Regions from separate parts of the Mus musculus genome. Here regions 2, 3, 4, 5, 6 and 7 are each linked to region 1. The links are chromatin contacts, called in public Hi-C, HiChIP or PLAC-seq and promoter capture Hi-C maps. All regions are on one chromosome and are shown on one strand. The core of a region is the stretch at or near the end of the contact, and the rest is flanking DNA. Distances in the headings are between cores, read along the strand shown.

Region 1 (2,700 bases), core at 165-2,664:
TTCCACAGAATAAAGGCAAATGATCTTGAGATAAAGGTAAACACAGCCTTAATGGTGTGAAGGGTCATGGTTTGAAAGAAGTCAAGCAATATGTCTTTACTACTACTGTTCCGCGCGGGCAATTAATTCTGGTGGGCGAACACATTTTCCTCTATCAAAAGACACCACATTCATCAAATAAATGAACACAAACTTACCCACCTCTTCACTAAAGAAGTGACCTTGGCTTTAAGAACGTTAAATGGGCCCACTGAAGCAAGATGGACTGTCTCAGTACAGTCTCTTACAAGCACCGCCAGTTGGAACTAGTACTAAGCTATGGCAACTCATTTATGTCAGGCTAACTTTTTTTTTCCCTTAACTGCAATACCAGGAAGCACTGTAGATAGAACTGTCGCAAAATATTAAGTATATATTGATTGCATCTGACCTTGTTCCGCCAAAGATTCTCAGAATAAGCTAACAAACAGGGAGATGACATTTGAGGAGTGCTTGTGTCGTAATAATTGCTTAAAGGTCTGGGGGGCGGGGGGGGGAGCGTGAAGTAGGCAACTCAATATAAAGGAGCAACCTGCTGAATGAAAAGTTGTAAAATAAGCCTGCCGCCCATCTGGGTGGCAACCAGTCAGGCTTTTTAATCAACACCTTAGCTCCTACTCCTGCAGACAGGACGCAGCTGAAACTTCCTGGCTGCAAAGTGGGATTGGTGGGAAAATGCTGATTTTCTATAAATGGAAATACCTGGGATGTTGTTAATGAAAAAGAACCAGTGACTCAGCCTGGCAGAGGGGAAGGCACTGCCCTCGCTGTGGGGTGCTCTCTTCTGCCATTAGCATCTCACAGAGGACCCTTTCTGTGTTCCCCTTCCGCCCCGCTTAGCCACTACTTCTTTGTAGGGTTGAACAGGAAGTGATAGCGCCTGCACCATGGGAAGGAGTTTTGTACATTTTGTTCTATCAGATTAGCCCCAGTAACTTTATGAATTATGAGCTGTCAACTCCTTTTTCAACCGCTATAGAATATGCTTCTTAGAAATTGTAGCTATAAATAAAACAACAGATGTTTTCAATTGGCTCCAATAGCGCTTGGGCAACTTCGTTCAAGGGGAGAAGTGAAAAGAAATCATTGTAAGACTGCGTTAGGGCTCCGCCTGCTGGTCGCTTTTGCAACAGCCTTGTAAAGACATGCTCATTGAAGCCACTTAGGAAAACCAGAGAGGGGTTAAAAGCCAGCCGTGGCCTCTCTGTGAGTTTTATGTTTTGTATGACTAGATCCTCTTCTAGGCACAACTGTCACTATATCTAGAAAAGAAAAGGGGGGGAGGGGGATCCAAAAGAGGAGGAACATGCTTGAGCTGTTCCTGGTTTCTCTATGGGCAGTGAGAGTCAGGGAACTTTGAACTAAATATCCAGTATCTCGGGATCCTCGCGGTGCAGCTGAGAGAAATTGTCAAAGATTAATAGGATTAATAAGACCAGCCATATTAAACTGCTTCTAGTTCTTAAACTCTAGGGGGGAGTTGGAAACATAGCTAAATAGGAAAGTATTAAATTTACACCTTTCAGGTGGATTTAGCAGCCAATGGTTGATTGGACTGAGCGTGGGGGGTCCCCTCCCTGATGGAGGAGTTGGAGAAGGGACTGAAGGAGCTGAGGGGGTTTGCCGCCCCGTATAGGGAGCAACAGTGTCAACAGGCCAGTCACCCCGGAGCTCCTGGTGACTGGACCAACTACCAAAGAATACACATGGAGGGACCCATAGCTCTGGCTGCATATGTGGCAGAGGATGGCCTTGTTGGACATCAGTGGGAGGAGCAGCCCTTGGGCCTGAGGGTGTTCAATGCCCCAGTGTAAGGGAAGCCAGGGCGGGAGGTCGAGAGTTGGGGGGGGCGCACCCTCATAGAGACAGGAGAAGGGGGAATGGGATAGGGGGGTTTCCAAAGGGGAGACCTGGAAAGGGGAAAACATTTGAAATGTAACTAAAGAAAATATCCAAAAAGTGTTCTCTGCTGCCATGCTACCGAAACCCTGTCAATCACGTGTTAGGGATGGCTGGCATCAGCAAGCACAGGTTCCTTCAAATGTGTGTGCAAAACATTAGAAAGTGAGAGGGTGGTAGGAGTCACTGACACATCGTCTGGTTACAATGACCTATCCTTCTGAACCTAAGGTGTGGGGCTTAAAGCAGGCTTTGCAAATTAAGTATTCATTTTCACTCTGCTAGAATAAAAAAGACTGAAGAGCTCCGGTGACCTCTGAACATGGACCTCGCAGAAGACAACGGGCCATGTGGCCTTAACGTGAATCTCAAAGCCTGGGGCAGCTACAAATCAGAGATCATGGCTGCAGGAGCCTCTGTGTGTTCAGATCTGGTGGGGAAGGAAGACCGTGGAACTGCGAATAGCATGAAGCCAGTTAGTGAGGGAGGAAAGGGGATAGTGGAAACTATGGTACACATTCAGGCCGCTACACATTGAGGCCACTTCCGGGAGCCGACACAGCAGCCTCCTTGTCTCCTTTGGGATAGACTGGGAGGCTGGTGTGAGTGCTTACCCTCCCCCCCTCCCCCCCCCCCCCCCCCCCCGCAAAGAGGTTAAGGCTCTAGGAGGGCTTCTCTTTCCAGTCCTCACTCTTCCCTACTTCTGAGTCATCTGTCAAAGTAACCTCCTTTGATGGTTTTGGAATTCTGAGCAATGCATGC
Region 2 (2,700 bases), core at 144-2,643, 650 kb after region 1:
AAAATTCATGGAGTCTTTGTTCTTAATAGCTGAATAATATTCCATTGTGTAAATTCACCACATTTTCTTTATTCATTCTTCAGTTGAGGGGCAACTGCATTGTTCCCAGTTTCTGTCTACCACAAATAAATCTGCTAGGAGCATAGTTCATCTTTTGAATATATGCCCAGGAGTGGTATAGCTAGGCCTTGTGGTAGAACTATTCCAAGTTTTCTGAGAATAAATGAGACCTCGTGAAACTGAAAAGTTTCTGTCAGGCAAAGGACAATGTCAATAAGGCAAAATGCAGCCTACAGATTGGGAAAGGATCTTCACCAACCCTACATCTTACAAATGGCTATATCCAAAATTTATAAAGAACTCAAGAAGTTAGATACCAACAACCCAAATAACCCAATTCAAAAATAAGGTAGAGAGCTAAACAGAATTCTCAACAGAGGAATATCAAATGGCCAAGAAAAACTTAAAGAAATGTTGAAGGTCCTTAGTCTTTGGGGAAATGCAAATCAAAATGACTCTGAGATTCCATTTTATACCAGTCAGAATGGCTAAGATCAAAAATTCAAGTGACAGCACATGCTATCGAGGATGTGGAGCAAGGGGAACACTTCCCCACTGCTGGTGAGAGTAAAAACTGGTGCAACTACTTTGGAAATCAATTTGGTGGTTTCTCAGAAAACAAAATTCTTGTTGGAAAGCTGAGCGGAGCCGAGAGCCTGACAATCCCTGCTGGACACCATTGAAACCAAGTCATTTGCCTGTGTGCTGCTTATCAATTGCACCTCCATGGAGCTCAGGAAATCATCTGTCTAAGGATTCTGTTTTCTGGCTCTTTCTGGACATTTGGCGTGCATGTCATAAAACCATGGGAAATCTTTCTATCCACTCTAAGATTCCAAAGAATATGATGTTAACTGTTGCCAAAGGCATGTCCTTAATGTCCTGCTCTCCAGAGGGGAGAAGGCATAGGGAAGTTTCTAGAAATTATCTTAGCAGCAAGTGATGGGTTCCACAGTCTTAAACAGCACAAAGAAAATGGCTCCTCTCCCTTTGTTTCCAACCCTTTTCCTGGCCAACTTCCTCCTTACCTTGGTTAGATTTTATGGCTTAGCTAAATTAAGAAGTTCTTACTCCCCACCCGCCCCCCCCCCCATTTTTTTTTCTTTTTAAACCACAGTGACCCACAGAGGAGCCAAACCCCTTAACTGAAGAACAATTTATAACAGAGCTTCTAGCATTTTAAACAAAATAATTTCAAGGAGTGAGGGAAAAGCCAGGAGGTCAGAAGTTGATTGCTGAGGGTTGCATGCTGGTCTCCACCTCAGCACCAGCCTGCTGTGATTATCACATTATAGGGAGGGTTGGTGCCAAGGCCAGAACAATACTGCCTAGCTTCTATTCATCCCCTGAATAGGCTCAGTAAAGCCTGCATAGACCACAGAACAGTGTGACTCTGCACTCTATGGACATTGGCTCTTCGGAAAGCTTGTGTTTTACCAGTGGGGAAGTTATTGAAATGTAAAATGTTTCTTGCTTCAATGAAGAGAGGCCACGGAGTTTGGATAAGAGATCCTTAGACATATCATATGGTTCAATTGGACAAAATAGACTCTAGCAGGAAAGCTCAAAGTGATTGTAAGTAAAACAAGATCCAACCAGCATAGTACAAAGGGATGAGTCACCAGGGGCATTGTGCACAGATCTGGTTTCTCACATTACAGGCAGGACTGCGGCTCATGAAACCAAATTCCACTCCTGTGTTCCTTGTCAATTACCAGAGCTAAGCTTAAGGTGTCTAGTTCAGCTGTCAATGATCCCAAACTGGCATGTATCCTTTGACCGTGGTACCAACACAACTAGCTGGCAAGGGCTTCAAGAATGAAGCTTCCAGCCTTACATGGTAGATGTTACCAAAGGGAAAGATTCAACCACCAATTGTGAAAACTTTGGAGGTATCTGCTAGAGAGAGAGAGAGAGAGAGAGAGAGAGGGAGGGAGAGAGAGAGAGAGAGAGGGAGAGAGAGAGAGAGAGAGGGAGGGAGGGGAAGGGGGAAGGGGAGCGGGAGGGGGAGAGTGAAACTATGTTGACTCTCTCTGGAAATCTAGAGGTAGTAGAGAAATATTGTGAATCTGGATACCTTGATAGTTGCACTGAAGAGGGTGATGGATCCAATGAAAATAGAGTTATGGTGACTGTGACCTACCTAATGTGCATACTGGAACTCAACTCAGGTCTTCTAGAACAGCAAGTACTCTTAAACATCGAGCTCTCTTTCCAGCCCCATTAACTTATTTACATAGTGAACGTGTTCTATTCTGCCTTATGTGTGTGTGTGTGTGTGTGTTGTGATCCACTGCCATACTCCTTTGAGTGTTTATTCTAAATACCTCAAATGTGATTAGTGTTACAACCGAGACCACTTTAACCAACTTGCCTTTCATTTTCTCTTTCATAATCTTTTCTTTCATCTTTTATTCTTCTGTTCCTTATTCATTTGAATTAAGCACACACTTTTATTATCGATTACATTTCCCTTGCTAGCTTTTTAGCTATATTTTTATATTGTTTTTAATGCTTACTCTGTAAGTGAAAACAACTCAAAACTTGATATCTTTAAAAGTTTGCTCCCTCCCTCTGCCTTTTGTTATCAGTCGTCACATATTCCATTTCTATGTTTTAACCCTGGGATAAATACTCACT
Region 3 (2,700 bases), core at 51-2,550, 930 kb before region 1:
AGAAAATGATTTATGCCCACATCCGTGTCCCAGGCCAGCCAGGAGTACATAGTGAGTGAGACTCTGGTGTCTACATAAAACAAAAAGCCCCACCATATTTATCTGCCACCATTTGACGCAGGGTGCTAATACTCACCCCAGAGTCGTTAATGCATGTAAAATGTTTTTGCTAGCCACTCAATAATAAGTAATATATTTAAATGCTGTCATGTGCATCAACGTGAAATGAAGTCAGAGAGAAGAAACAAACTTTTAAAAAATGCAAGTTTACCAAAATAGGTTCAGGAGAAAGCTTCTCTTCTCTAACATGTTCAAGTTCAGGTTCAGGCTCAGGCTCAGCAAGTTCCACCTCTGGTTCACACACAGGCACCTTCTCTACAGGTTTTGGTAGGGCTTTAACAGTACCTTTTCCAGTACCTAGCGTTTTTGCTTCCTGTGGATGAAAGGGAGAGAACAGAATGTTTTCCCAAGGGTGACAGCTAGAAGATGGGCCTTTTCAGGTTAATTGGGCTAGGGAGATCGGTACCCTTTTCAGGGCGATAGTTACCCTTTTCAGAGGCACTCTTGCCTGTAGCTCTTCGCTGACTTTATTACCAATGTCTCCAAGAGCAGTTCTCGGTCTCAGCCCGGGCTTGGAAGCAGCAGTAACTGTCACAGGCACACGCTTGGCGCCTGCCATACTGACCTTGGCCTTATTTTCTGCGTTAATTTTCGTGTTCTGAAAGAAGTAAAAGAACAACTTGAAAAGGGTCCACGGCAGCAAGCAGGCAGCCCCGAGGAAGTCACGGGTTAATTAAGGCGGGACCTAACTAAGGAAAGCAAGGGTGGTAGGATCTAGCCTCCAGCCGTGACAAGCAAGTTTCCACCCAAATCTTTCACCTTTAATCCAGTTTCCCCTTAAGTCCTAAGCCACCCTAAACATGGTGAATTTACATCGGAAAGGATGCCATAAAAGCCTCCGTCGTAGACAGCTCTCCGGGAAGGCGAAGAATTCACCCTGGGCCTTCACCATTAAGAGCACAGCACCCACTCCCCACAAGTCCTGCAGCCCAGATAGGTCCAGAGGTCTTTTTCACCCTCCATAAGGTGGGTCCTCAGCTCCCCGGCCTCGCCGGAGCCCTCCCGGATCCCCCTCCCGCTCCGGGATCCCGCGGTCTTCTCCCGCCGCGATCACCGCAGCGCCTGGCCCGACTCACCCTAGTGACCCTGAGCGCCATGGCTCCTCCAAAATCAGAGGTTCCCCGATTCGAGAAGACACCCTAACCTCTGGCTATCCACAGCTAAACACTAACAGCCGTTCCTCCGCAGCACGCCGGGAGGAGTCTGCCGGGCTTAGGTTTAAACCCCGGGCCGCTCGCTCCTCATTGGCCAGTTCGTGGCACTCGCTCTCTTCCCATTGGCGCCGCGGGTTCCCGTAGAATGCGTTTCCTGGGCGATCCCGCGATCCCAAGTTCGGCGGGGGTGGGGCGGGGGCGGGGCCAGAGCGAGGCTGCCGCTGGCAGCACCGCCCACCCCTCGCGAGGTCAGGCTCTATGCCTGCGCACAAGTCGCATTGCTGCCACCTGCCTTAGGTAGGCATGGCGTGCAGTGCTCACTTGTGTGCTGTCCAAGCTAGCCCAGGCGACTCCGTTGGACTTTAGGAAAATGACTGTGGGGAGTACGCATATCAGTTTTGCTGTTGTCCTATTTATTGTTTCTCATCCTCTTCTATAGAAGTGCCAATACTATCTTAAGAGTTCCCGAAAGCTTTGTTGCAGAGACGGTCTTTAATATGACTGTTCCAACAGCTATCTGGGATGGATTTTGAGGTTGATAGCATGAAGTTTTAGCACACATACACATAGTAAATGTTTTTTGTTTTGTTTTTGCTTTTTGTTTTTTCGAGACAGGGTTTCTCTGTATAGGCCTGGCTGTCCTGAAACTCACTCTGTATACCAGGCTGGCCTCGAACTCAGAAATCCACCTGCCTCTGCCTCCCAAGTGCTGGGATTAAAGGCGTGTGCCACCACCGCCCAGCTGTAAATGGTTATTATAAGCAAATAGATTAACATACCAAGCTCCCCAATAGCGACTGCCCCAGTGATAAAAGAAAATGTGCCTTATGCTTAATTTTGCTCTAAGTTTAAGATTACTCCAAAAATATAGTTTTGTAAAATCTTATTTAACAAAGATCTCTATTGCAACTCTCTATCTTTCTATGTCAAACTCCTTATTAAGGCTTATTAACTTCAGTGAAATTTTCCACATTAATTTTCAGTAACACTAACGCGGATTTATTTATTGACCAGGATCTCTTGTAGCACAGGTTGTTGGCATTCCTTCTATGCTCCGCCCAACAGTTACCTAGCAACAGCCAGGTAGGCCTGGCTTGCTATAAAAAGGACTGTTTGGCCTCTCCCTCTCTCTCTGACTCTGCCCTCTTTTCTCTCTCTGTCCCTTTTCTCCCTCTCTCCCTTCTCCCTCTCTTCACAGGTTCCTGGCCAGCTTCTTTTCTTCTTTTTCTCCTTCTCCCTCCCCCCATCTTTTCTCCTCTCTCTCTTTCTCTCTCCCACCCCCCCTTCTCGTCCCTTCTCTTTCTCTGTCTCTATTCACTTCTCACCTTCCTTTCCCATGCCCCCAAGTAAGCTGTTCTATGGTAGACCCGTCATATGGCTGGTACCTGGGGTGAGGAGTGGAAGCCTCAGTACGGGCCCACTGAGG
Region 4 (2,700 bases), core at 179-2,678, 950 kb after region 1:
TTCTGGTTCCAAACCTGTCCACTGAGGTCCTCTGACTGACCCAGAACTCATAGCAGATGTAAATTCTAAGGCTAATCAGAGCAGCTGCCAGGGCAAGGCTCAAGAGGGGGCCACAAGCAGTTTGTTGGTGCAGACCATTTTGCCTGGTGCCGTGAGGAACATTCTCTGTCCACACAATGTTCAGTTCCCCAGAGATGCCTTCTCGTTTCTTGGTGTAGAAACATGACAGAGGCCTTCCACTTGCCCAGGCCACCTGACCCACAATGCACCTGTCAGACTCAGCAACCAACACAGCCTCGGGGTAGGATGTGGGGAAGGGCAAAGGTTTTGAAATGTGGAGCTATTTGGGTGTCTGAGGAATTTGACAGAACTTGTGACTGCTCCGTTTGGTAACTTAAATAAACAGGAGTCGTTCCAGAACAAATAGCGGAGTCCATTTAAATTCACCACTCCCCCCTCTCCCTGCCAGAGCTCTTTGTTTTAAATAGGCATCGTTTGAGTGTTCGTGGGTATGTGCACGCACTTCTAACCAAAGGTTGGGAGAGATGCCAAATGGTAGCCCTCCCAATGCTATCAGGGAGGAAACAAGAGATGCCTGACCCTGTGCTGTGCCCCACTGAGAGGCTTCTGTGGGGCAGGGACTAGGTCAAAACAAAGCCAACTACTGCAGACAACTGTTTTTGCCACCGAGTCTCCAAAGCCCTACAGCACCCGATACATGTGACCCACATAACTACACGGACACAGGGCGCAGGGGGCAAGCCTGTACTGCGACAGCTGCCACCCCTTCACGGCTCTGTATTGTCCCTGAGCCTGTTTTGCTCAAAGGTCCTGACAAGGAGAAAACTTGAATCCAGGAGGAATTTGAGTCATTTGGGGTGTGAGTATCTAAAGTACTGATGAAAACAAGAGACAAAAATGGGCCAGGTAGTTGATGGCTGAGACCTGGGGATGTTTTTGGTTCTGCCCTGCCTGACCACTGACTTTATCAAAGTGCTGTGGGACCGTGAATGACTGTCACTCTACTTCCTGAGTGAAAGCCCACCTGAGGCAAGAGATGACACCTCCCTCACACTTAAAGGCACTCTACCTTTACTGTTAATCAGCCCTCAGTCGGGCTACCAAGACCCCCACCAGTGCTGAGCTGCTGATTGCCCTTGACTGCTCCAACGCCAGGTCAAGAAGACTTGACCTTGGGATGTAACCAACCCCTGTGAACTCTGCATGACAACGAAAAGAGATTGACAGAATGACACCAAACACCGTGCGAAGACTAAGACCAGGGCCACCTGCTCGCTTCTATGTGTGGAAAAACTGGGGCTGGCTGCAGACCTGGCCTTGTTCCAAACAAGGATTGGTCTAAGGCCACTGCACACAGATGTAGAAGAGGCCCACAGCTGGGCAAGTGTTTAGGGAAGGGATCAGACACTCCCCAGGGAAGGATGCATGGCAGGGTGACACAGCTGTTGTAAAGGTCTGCGCTGTTCCAGTGGCTTTAGGGAATTAAGACATTAGGACCAGGAGTTCCAGACGAAACGCTTAATTTAGTCTGGTTTCCAGTTGCTTACACCAAGAACCTCAGAGATAGTGGTGAGATCTCTTGTTGTTGGACTCCCTCTCTCCCTCCCTCCCTCTCCCTCTCCCTTCCTCTCTCCCTCCTTCCTCCCTCTTATCTAATACATAAGAAGCCCCATTGCTCCTGATTTCAAGCTGCAAACAGTGTCTGGCCCTTCCCAGCCATCCCCACTGCCCACATCTCCAGGCAGGCCACCATTCTCTTCGACCTCCATTGCTGGGTGCTCCACTGCTCATGAGGCAGACCTTTAAAACCTAAGTCAGGTGGCATCCCTCTTCTCCTTCCTAGAAACCCTTCAGCAACTCTCCCTTCTATCTCAGAGAAGGGGCCACTGAGGCCCTCCATCACCTGAGGTATTTATATTCATCCTGGTGACTGCCCAGTCTCTGCCTTCCCCTGTTCCCCACTTTCCTCATACTCTCCAGTCAGGCCCATCTTCCTCTTGATCAATGCCAACCCTACCTCAGGGTTTTCCTGAAATTCTGCCCTGGATCTGGCTCTCTTTCACAAAGGTCACTACTCACCCACTCAGCTCCTTGAGGCCTTTCCTCAACTGTCCACCTAGGAGACTCCGCCCTCCCCAGAACTGCAAGTGTAGACAATCCCCCTTCCAGGTGCCCTGATTTGTCAGATCACATTCCATGTTCTAATGTCAGAAATGACATGCTATCAGTTAAGAACAGAGGCACCTCTAATAAATGGATCCTTGGGAGAGTTTGCCATGAGCTAGAAAGTAAATAACTTGGCCCATTGTTCCATACACAGTTCATTGCTGAATGAAATATCCTGGTGCACATATAAGAATGTGTATGTAGATATGGTGCAGTTATTGTGCATTTCGTATGCTCATTCTCTCTCTCCTTCTCTCTCTCTCTCTCTCTCTCTCTCTCTCTCTCTCTCTCTCTCTCTTTCTTTTCTCTCTTCTTTCTCTGTCTGTCTCTGTCTCTCTCTCTCTAATAAATTGTAAAACACTATGAGAACATGGAGTCAGGTGGCCATCTGTCCTTCGATACATGTGTCAAATGTATTTATTGAACCCCTCCACACTGTACCAGGCACTGTCCTAGGACCTTGAAGACAAGGGTATTCAACCACTGATGGCCCTGGCTTCCTGCGGCTCTCGG
Region 5 (2,700 bases), core at 100-2,599, 590 kb after region 1:
GCAAATAAATACAAAGTATGCACTTCTTTGGGGTTATGAATAAGTCATTTTTAACTCCACTATAACAATGCAAAGTACTAAGAGTAATTGTAATCACAAAAATTGTTAATGTTTACAATAGTGTTAAAAGCCAGTTACATCAATAACATAAACTATGAAGTGGGAATAAGACAGTGAAGATTTTGGACATATTGTGATAAAAAATGTTTTATGTAACTGTCGTACCAATTTACAAATAAAAGCTGTAGTAGATACAACAAGGATAGATGAAAATATATGAGCATACCACAATGAAATCAGCAAATGACAAAGGAAGAGATTTAAAAAAAATAGTAGCATATAACTATGAAACAGATAGTGAAACAATTAAGTAAAGAGCCCACCTAGCCAGGGCTCACCTTTCAGTGGTTACTTTCTTTAAATCTGAATGGATTGTTCTTACCTAAGATTAGTTTAGTGAATTTTAAATGATAAAATTATAGAAGACTCACTAGAATTTCAGGACATTAGGAAGCTAAAAGGAAAAGATTCGGATGCTTTCCAAAAGAACAAGAGTGGATACATGAATTCAAAAGAAACAAACAATCCTTAGTCAAGTCACAAGAGTGCAAGCAGAGATGGCATGTATAGTGGGGTGAAAGTATTGATAATAAAGAACCCAATGGGAGGCTGGTGGTGCCGGCTTCTGCCATCCACTAGAGAGTTGTCCAACTCCAGGCTCCAGGGCAGAAGCAGTCAGCTTTACTTAGACACAGAGTGGAAGCCCTGGATCTCCCAGGTATCGTTCCTTGTAAGTCCCACAGTTTAAGGGCTCTCTGTATCTATGGAAGTTCGGGATTCTTCCCACCTGAGTCAGATATTCATTTGTTGATATTCTTGCATTTAAGTTCGTCTTCTATGAGAAATTTTAGGATAATTAAAGGAATATTGTCTAGGCTATAGAGCACCATTCTGCCAAAGGCTTTCTTAGAGAGTAAAAATGTCCTACAGAGTAAAGCTCTTTGCTCTGAAACTTGATTCTAAGGCAACATGAAAATAAAATATCAGCAGAAAAACCTGCTAAGCCATGACCAGGAAACACTGACATGGGAACAAAAGAGCGGTGTGTTAGAAATGAAAGTGAGGGTAGATATGACCATAATTCATTGCATGCATATATGAAATTCTCAAAAACAAGGTAGGGGAGGGGGGAATGGCAGAGCAGAAATACAGAGCCTAGTGGTTTTTGGTTCATTTTCTTAATACAGTTTTGTGCTGCCAAATGAATGATGACTCCTCTAAGCTCCAGATAACATATTAAGTAAATAAGAAGCACACTAGGGTTTTAAGCCGTCAGCCATCAAGTTCCTGTTTCTAGGGGCCAAATGTAAACTATGACCTTAGAGATATCATTTTTATGAGGATAAGTCCCTCAATGTAAGTGCTCCCTCTGCCTCTGCGCTCTAGTATTGGAAGCATTTATCTCCCTGCTGTACTAACGTGCAGCCTTCCTTCAGGCCTCTCTTTCCTGTTTGCCTTAAAATCTGTTTTTAAGTAGAGCATTTTAAACTTCCTTTTTTCATTGCTTTCATGCCTCATCTCTTTACTCAGTTGGCTTATACTGGGTAGAATTATCTCTTTCCTTTATTGCTACCTCAAATTAGGGATCTAGTCATACAATTTTCTATGCCCATCCATCAACTTGTTTTTTAACCTCTGAAATGTTCAGTTTATTCTATTTATTCTAATTCTTCTTATAGACCTCTAAATATTAGCTTTTCTTATCTGAGTTTTCCTATATATGTATACTCCTCTAATTTTTCTAATATAGAATTAAATCTAAACTCCAACATTAACTTTCATGATTACATTCTGATTTTTTCATCACTTCCCACTGTTGACAGGAATTTCACCTTCAAATGTATGTCTCTTGCTGTGGTTCTCAAAAATTGGTTTTATCATCCTGCTACTTTACTCCTTCTAGTTAATCTTTTATTTTTAAATTTATTACACAAATACAATTAATTTCCAATCTATTACTCTAGCTTGACCCTCTCCTAAAATCTAGCACAGTTCAATTGCTTTTAGAAAATCACTGATCAACCTCCTCTAAAGCCAACTGATGCTTATACCCAAGCCTGTTCCCATGCAGTTTTTTTACATGTCTCAGTAGCCCTACCATAATATATGTCATTATCCTTGATGCTTTAAACTCACCCTGTTATTCTTTTTCTCTCCTTTATATAAAATCATTCACAAATTTTACATTTTATGTCTCTTAACATTTCTTATTTCTAGGTAGAATCTCTTAACATGATATCACCTAAGTGATGGCTTCTCCCTTTTTTCATAAATCTTTACCCTGAAGGAGCATTTCTAGTTTTACATTTACAGTTATCTTTCCTGCATCCATGTTAGCACACCAGTCACTTTCACAAGTACCTCAGATAGCTGTCAATCTAAGAACTTGGAACCAGGAAGGGATAATGTAGACTGCATAGCAGAATCCCTTACTCAGCCCAGAAAGGCTATCAGTTCCCAATACTATCCCAAATCCATAATCATCAAGTCAATGCTTGCTCGCTTCTAAAGAGAGAGAAATCACAACTTTGAAATTGTTCTCCTAAGTTAAAACCTTTCAAATTAGGTGTATCCCTGTGTCCTTGGGCAGTCTACTAATCTATATAGAGCAAGAATAAATCCTCTCACATATGACAACCT
Region 6 (2,700 bases), core at 9-2,508, 970 kb after region 1:
TCACTGTGAGGGGTGCCTTCTGTGAGGTAAAGTGCCCTGCCATGCACCTTTATTGGCTTAGATCATGTTTTGCAAATAGCATCTTCAGAGGTATGCTTGTTGGTGAGGATGGCATTTTATGGAACGCCTCGTTACTGAGAACATCCCTAACGAAGCCCAAAGGAGAAGCTTTTCCTGCCCCTGTTCAGCCTCTGCTGAAAGAGAGGAGTGAACATCCCTTGTCCTGTCTACTATTCAAGTCTATTCAATTGTTTTAGAAGGCAACACCAGCTATCCCCCATATATCAACCGGTTCAAGGTCAGAAAAGACCTGTGGTAGCTAAGTTCACTGGGTAAATGCTTGATCTTTTTCTCTCCCTGCCACTCCTTGATCTTCCAAATAATTACTGCCCCTATTGCTTTTTTCTCCCCTCACCCCCTAGAAAGGATTTCCTGTAACCTGGGCTGGCCTCAAACTCCCTCTGACCTTGAGTGACCTATCTTCCTGCCTCTATCTCCGGAATGCTGAATTTCTGGTGGGTATGCCCATGACTGTTTGTTGTATGGGATGCTGGGGATCAAACTTGGAAGTTTAATGCATGCTAAGAAATCACTCTAACAACTGACTTATTCAATGTCAAAGCTATTTCTAAGGCAAAAGGGACCCCAAGCTGATATACTTATTTCTGCTCCAGCTGTCTTGTTTAACTTTGAGCCTTTTGTGAAACCAGACAAGGGGCTTTCACCTGAGCCATTTTAACAGTCCTAAGTCACTAGGGTGAGAGAGAAAGTAATCTGTCCACAGAAAGAACAGCAGTGGTCCAGGAAGCAGATGAGGTTCACTCAGCTAGCAGGACCGTTGGGCCTATCTCCTTCTGCCCCAGTCCCCAGTGTCAAAGCCCTCAGGTTTGCTGCAGGAAAGCACTCTGCCCTGCTCTACCCTTCTCCTAACCACTCACAGGGACAGCTAGAAGAAGTGGTGTCCATTGTGAGTGCAGCAAATTCCTACATCCACAGACTCTCACAAGGATAGAGACTAGAAATTGGCTAAGTGGCCCAAACCCCTTGAAACTGGCTTCAACGCAGTGGGAAGCATCGTAGTGAGATTCTAGAGAGCTGCACAACTCATCCGTGTGTTTGACAGGAAATGCAGTAGGCCATCATGGGGTAGGGCTCTTAGTTATTTTTGGCCAAGATGGTTGGTATGCAAAAAGAACTTCCCCTTTTTTTTTTTTTTTTTTTTTTTTCCTTTTGCATGACAGATCCACAAATGCTGAGCAGCTCCCAGCATTTCGGTTCTAAGATCGACCTTCTGAGCACTTCATTGCCTGCCAAATTGCCAGGGCTATTAGAGTGTGATTAGATTGCTTGGCTCTGAGCATTAGATAATCCTACGCAGCTGGGCTTGCTCTGGACCTGGGATGGCTCCGGACATCAGCTGCTTCTTTTTAGTGGCCCTCTTCTTGGCCAGTTGCCGAGCCACCACATCCTCAGATCAGAAGTGCATTGAGGTGAGTCCAAACTATTTGTCTCTACCCAGCTGCTGACACTTGCTGAAAAACTTGAGATATCGTATACAGATTCATCTGAGCTTTGGCTCGCAGTCTCTACTGTCCTGAAAAGGACAACGGGAGATATCATCAGGGGTTTGGTGCAAAGAGCAGATCCCCTCAATCCTGATGCCTAAAGCTGTTTGTCCACTGTCCTAGGACATGGTCACTCCCCACAGAACCCTTTGGTTTCTTAGCTGTCTTGAGAAGGGCTAGTAAAGACAGGCTCATGCCAAGATTCAGAAAATTTATAAGGATCATTGTGAATACAGATTGATCTTCTCCTCCAATTAGACAAACCCTTCCATCTGTAGGACTAACCAACCAGAGTAAATCTGAGACCCGAGGCAACTCAAACCTTCTGGTTTAAACTGTAACAATATTTATCAATGCATGGGAAACCATGAAGAGAATGGAGAGAGAGAGAATGGCCTCGATCTTTTGCCATCTTAAACCTCCCTACCACTGTCCTTGACCCTGGCCAGTAGCCAGTCCACGTGGGCCTGCTTGACAAATGGCGAAGACAGAAAAGACTGTGAGCCTTGATGGCTCGGTTAGCCGCTTTCCTACTTGGAGACCAAAAGGAGAATGTAGGCCAGGGATAGCTAGAAGTCAAGGGTATAAATTGAACCCAAAGCCAGGACTGGAATAAAGTCTGGAGCAGAAATAAACAGAAGCTTGTTAGCCTTGGATTTGGGTAGACTCGGGATGCTCCCAGACTGAGCAGAAATAGGATACCAGGGAAATCCAAGGCAGGGATGTTATATTAGTTTCTTTGGGTTTCCAGAAGCAGAGCTTCAGAGTGAGGGATTTTACACAGTAGGAATGTATTGTTTGTCGTTTCTGGAGGCTGGAGATCCAGGATGGAGGTAACAGCAAGGTTGTTTTCCTCTGAGGACTTTCCCTTGGCTTATCGTTGGTTGTCCTCTTGTGTCTCTCCCCATGCTTAAGTGTGTCTCATTTTCTCTTATTGGGACATTAGTCATGCTGGCTCAGGACCTACCCAGCATTCCTCATTTTACTGTAATCATATCTTGAAAGGCCTTCTCTCCAGTTATAGTCACTTGAGGCATGGTGTCCTCGGAGTTAGAATCAGTGGCAGGAGTACATGGTTGGGAGGATGGGACACAACTCAGCACATAAAAGAAGTAAAAGAGGGAAGGGCCTTCCT
Region 7 (2,700 bases), core at 92-2,591, 850 kb before region 1:
TGTTCCCAAGTGTGTGCACATGCATGGAACAGTGTACTTTTCTTTTTCTTTGCTTTTTGCTTTTTCTTTTTGTGAGATTGGATCTCTCACCCACCTGGAACTCAGCAAGTATACTAGGTTGGCTGGCCAGGGAGCCCCAGGGATCCGCCTATCTCCACCTTAACAGCACAGGGAATACAAGTGTGCATCGCTGCACAAGGCTCTTAAAATGGAGGTTCTGGGGATTGAACTTAGATCCTTGTGTCTCACTGAGCTATCCCCTCAGCTCAATGTATTTTAAAACATTATTTCACCTCTCCAAAGAACCAGGGAGGCAAGAAAGAGGAGAATGTACTGGGCTGGTTTTGTGTCAACTTGACAGACCTGAAGTCATCAGAGAGGAGGGAGCCTCAATTGAGAAAAATGCCTCCATAAGACTGGGCTGTAGACAAGCCTGTCAGACATTTTCTCAATTAGTGATTGACAGGGGAGAGCCCAGCCCATTGTGGTTTGGGCCATTCCTGGATAGGTAGTCTTGGGTTCTATCAGAAAGCAGGCTGAGCAAACCATGGGGAGCAAGCCAGTAAGCAGCATCCCTCCACGGCTCCTGCCTCCAGGTTCCAGTCCTGCTTGAGGTCCTGTCCTGACTTCCTTCAGTGATGGATGTGTGCCGAATGAACCCTTTCCTCCTCAAGTCGCTTTGGTCACTGTGTCTCACCACACAGATGATTACCCTGACTAGGAGAGAGGCAAGGTGAGCAGTGTCACACAAGTGGGCCTGATTCTTCCTGGGGCTTCTCCTCAGTCTTGTTTCCTGGGTTGCTGTTTCTGTTGTGTGTCATTTCTCTGAGTACTTGCCTTCCTTTTCAGAAGGTCCTTTCCTGTGCCTCCGATGCCTGCATTCGATTTTGAAGCTGTTTTTCCATACTTGGATGGAACCCTGTATAATGATCCCTTAGTAATTCTTGCTCTCGTTTCTTATCAAATGATCATAGCACAAAGCTACTTCCTAACTTATCCATATATGCTTGCAATAGAGACTGCTTCAATTTGCATACTACTGGGAGTCAAAGTATGCTTTTAAAGGAGGAAAATGTTTTTATAATGTGAATAAAATCTGGGGGAGGGTTTGCTTTAACCTCGGACCCTCGAAGGTTTTTTTTAAATCAGAACTGGCTTGAGGACATGGGATGTCTCTCCATTATTCACACCACATTTATAAAATAGATTTACAAAACTCTTCCTCTCGGGATTTGGAAATGGATGTGCACTCCCCAGCATTTGTGTTGCCAAGGGAGCACACATCTGCCCTGGAAAACCTTCCTGCAGAGTAATGTCAGCAGAGACAGATGAATGAGCGTACACACGGTTCTGGAATAATGGTGCCGTTTTTGCTAAAGGATGATGTCATCTCTTTGCTGTTGCATCTGCTGTCCTGAGTAGCACAAAATCCACCCGGGCCAAGAGAATGAATTACAAGGACATCACGCTGGCAAGGTGAGATGAAATAAAAAATGGACAGTAAGATTTAATTTGAGAAGAGGAGAGCTTTGAAAAGATCCAGTTTGCAATGTATTTTTCTCAAGTGAGGTCTTGATCTAATTACCATATCATAATTTGCCATCATTTTGGACTAGCAGGAACGATGCAGATCTTACTCCTAATAACAGGATTGCTACTGGTACACTCGTAGGCCAGCAGACTATAATTAGGCACGTTGTAATTGATTTCCGTCTTTAAAGGGCACACTTAAATGCCAACAAATAAAGATGCTTTTTATCAGTTAAACCCACTCACTGTATTTCCACGTGCCTCAGGGTGACCTGGGAAATGCTGTGCTGGGTTTTCTCTGGATACTAAGAAAAGACTGTCATTATCCTGAAAATGGCTTTGTTCTCTCTCTCTCTCTCTCTCTCTCTCTCTCTCTCTCTCTCTCTCTCTCTCTCCCCTCTCTCTCATAGGTCAGGCTGGCTTCTGTATGTAGCCAAGGATGGCTTTGAACTCCTGATCCTCTGTGAACTTGCTCAAATGTTGGGATTGCAGGTGTGTACCAACATGCTCAGCCTTTCTTCTATCTATCTATCAATCTATCTATTTTTGATACAGGGTCTTATTACAAAGCCCAGATTAATCTTGAACTCATGGTCCTGTCTCAGCCTTCCACTGCTGGCTGGGGTTAGAGGCATGTGCCAACCATGACTAGCTTTCCACATTCAATCAAACATGGGTCTCCAACTTTCTTCCCTCTCTCCTTCCCCCTCCCCCTCCCCCTCTCTTCCCTGCAGTACCAGGTGTGGAGGCTAGGGCTCTACGACTGAGATAGAGTCCAACCCGCTCTTTATTTTTTATTTTGAGACAAAGTCTGATTAAATTGCCCAGGCAGGCATTGCACTCACTTTATGGTTCAGGCAGGTCTTGAAGTTGCTATTGTTCTTATTTAGCTGCCCAGGTAGCTGGGATTACAGGCATGTGCCAACAGTCAAGGCTTGCTCCCTGCCTCCCAGTGTCCAGAGACACAATATGTGAATTTCTGCGGAGGCACAGGTAATGGCTGGGAGGAATAAATACTACAGCTAGATTACATCAAAGAATCAAATTTCAAAGCCTGGATTATGAAGTTGTGAGAAGGAGGGAGAAGGCAGACAGAGGAGAAGAGACTATAGAAGTATAATGAGCTGTTGCTTATTACAAAGCAAACCTGCTCTTTGAAGAAAGAGCAAA

The links. Promoter capture Hi-C pulls out the DNA fragments that hold promoters and counts their contacts. HiChIP or PLAC-seq counts read pairs in DNA pulled down with a chosen protein or histone mark. A called contact is a pair of places that touch in the nucleus more often than the background predicts.
Region 2: a contact with region 1 is called in a CTCF HiChIP or PLAC-seq map of the NIH/3T3 cell line, with 5 read pairs. The contact joins two enhancer-like sites. A contact is called at or near these places in 1 of 15 datasets of contacts at CTCF or cohesin (the NIH/3T3 cell line), 1 of 115 datasets of contacts at active chromatin or transcription factors (large pre-B cells) and 1 of 9 other capture datasets (adipose tissue).
Region 3: a promoter capture Hi-C map of hematopoietic stem and progenitor cells shows a contact between it and region 1, with 3 times the contacts expected there. The contact joins the promoter of Ccnb1 here to the enhancer-like site in region 1. A contact is called at or near these places in 7 of 39 promoter capture datasets (the 3T3-L1 cell line, cranial neural crest, hematopoietic stem and progenitor cells and 4 more), 1 of 484 Hi-C or Micro-C datasets (B cells) and 3 of 115 datasets of contacts at active chromatin or transcription factors (embryonic stem cells, microglia and pro-B cells).
Region 4: a contact with region 1 is called in a Hi-C map of bone marrow-derived macrophages, with 14 read pairs. The contact joins two enhancer-like sites. A contact is called at or near these places in 3 of 15 datasets of contacts at CTCF or cohesin (large pre-B cells, pro-B cells and stem cell-derived epiblast-like cells), 45 of 484 Hi-C or Micro-C datasets (the AML12 cell line, B cells, CD4 T cells and 28 more) and 22 of 115 datasets of contacts at active chromatin or transcription factors (DN3 thymocytes, the HPC-7 cell line, the NIH/3T3 cell line and 13 more).
Region 5: a contact with region 1 is called in a Hi-C map of the HPC-7 cell line, with 2.6 times the contacts expected there. The contact joins two enhancer-like sites. A contact is called at or near these places in 2 of 15 datasets of contacts at CTCF or cohesin (large pre-B cells and pro-B cells), 6 of 484 Hi-C or Micro-C datasets (the HPC-7 cell line, granulosa cells, liver and 3 more) and 4 of 115 datasets of contacts at active chromatin or transcription factors (acute myeloid leukemia, bone marrow-derived macrophages, cardiomyocytes and 1 more).
Region 6: a contact with region 1 is called in a promoter capture Hi-C map of pre-B cells, with 8 times the contacts expected there. The contact joins the promoter of Cd180 here to the enhancer-like site in region 1. A contact is called at or near these places in 15 of 39 promoter capture datasets (the C10 cell line, the HPC-7 cell line, HPC-7-derived erythroid cells and 10 more), 2 of 484 Hi-C or Micro-C datasets (B cells and bone marrow-derived macrophages), 6 of 115 datasets of contacts at active chromatin or transcription factors (the 230-238 cell line, bone marrow-derived dendritic cells, bone marrow-derived macrophages and 3 more) and 1 of 9 other capture datasets (liver).
Region 7: a contact with region 1 is called in an H3K27ac HiChIP or PLAC-seq map of oligodendrocyte precursor cells, with 11 times the contacts expected there. The contact joins two enhancer-like sites. A contact is called at or near these places in 9 of 484 Hi-C or Micro-C datasets (B cells, the G1E-ER4 cell line, arterial endothelial cells and 6 more), 8 of 115 datasets of contacts at active chromatin or transcription factors (acute myeloid leukemia, embryonic basal ganglia, embryonic forebrain and 5 more) and 1 of 9 other capture datasets (embryonic stem cells).

The regions. Positions count from the first base shown.
Region 1 is chr13:101,718,572-101,721,271 of GRCm38.p6, forward strand. The region is part of intron 2 of Pik3r1 (phosphoinositide-3-kinase regulatory subunit 1); the gene reads right to left. Among named protein-coding and RNA genes, the nearest start is that of Pik3r1, 48 kb to the right of the region's middle. Within about 2 kb of position 1,415, at least 126 of the 459 cell types and tissues checked have an H3K27ac peak or open chromatin away from gene starts, as enhancers often do. A contact at or near this core is called in the 230-238 cell line, the HPC-7 cell line, the NIH/3T3 cell line and 6 more, where this site is marked.
Region 2 is chr13:102,371,213-102,373,912 of GRCm38.p6, forward strand. No RefSeq gene overlaps it. Among named protein-coding and RNA genes, the nearest start is that of Gm46397, 21 kb to the left of the region's middle. Within about 2 kb of position 1,394, at least 33 of the 459 cell types and tissues checked have an H3K27ac peak or open chromatin away from gene starts, as enhancers often do. A contact at or near this core is called in the NIH/3T3 cell line, where this site is marked.
Region 3 is chr13:100,785,186-100,787,885 of GRCm38.p6, forward strand. Ccnb1 (cyclin B1) reads right to left here and starts at 1,301. Exons shown (of 9, transcript NM_172301.3): 1 at 1,197-1,301; 2 at 548-718; 3 at 272-433. The coding sequence starts at 1,217.
Region 4 is chr13:102,669,368-102,672,067 of GRCm38.p6, forward strand. No RefSeq gene overlaps it. Among named protein-coding and RNA genes, the nearest start is that of Gm41046, 4.3 kb to the left of the region's middle. Within about 2 kb of position 1,429, at least 33 of the 459 cell types and tissues checked have an H3K27ac peak or open chromatin away from gene starts, as enhancers often do. A contact at or near this core is called in bone marrow-derived macrophages, hematopoietic stem and progenitor cells and pre-B cells, where this site is marked.
Region 5 is chr13:102,310,887-102,313,586 of GRCm38.p6, forward strand. No RefSeq gene overlaps it. Among named protein-coding and RNA genes, the nearest start is that of Gm36703, 37 kb to the right of the region's middle. Within about 2 kb of position 1,350, at least 5 of the 459 cell types and tissues checked have an H3K27ac peak or open chromatin away from gene starts, as enhancers often do. A contact at or near this core is called in the HPC-7 cell line and pro-B cells, where this site is marked.
Region 6 is chr13:102,692,300-102,694,999 of GRCm38.p6, forward strand. It overlaps Cd180 (CD180 antigen), which reads left to right and starts at 1,259. Exons shown (of 3, transcript NM_008533.2): 1 at 1,259-1,490. The coding sequence starts at 1,401.
Region 7 is chr13:100,870,285-100,872,984 of GRCm38.p6, forward strand. No RefSeq gene overlaps it. Among named protein-coding and RNA genes, the nearest start is that of Gm41040, 7.8 kb to the left of the region's middle. Within about 2 kb of position 1,342, at least 40 of the 459 cell types and tissues checked have an H3K27ac peak or open chromatin away from gene starts, as enhancers often do. A contact at or near this core is called in oligodendrocyte precursor cells, where this site is marked.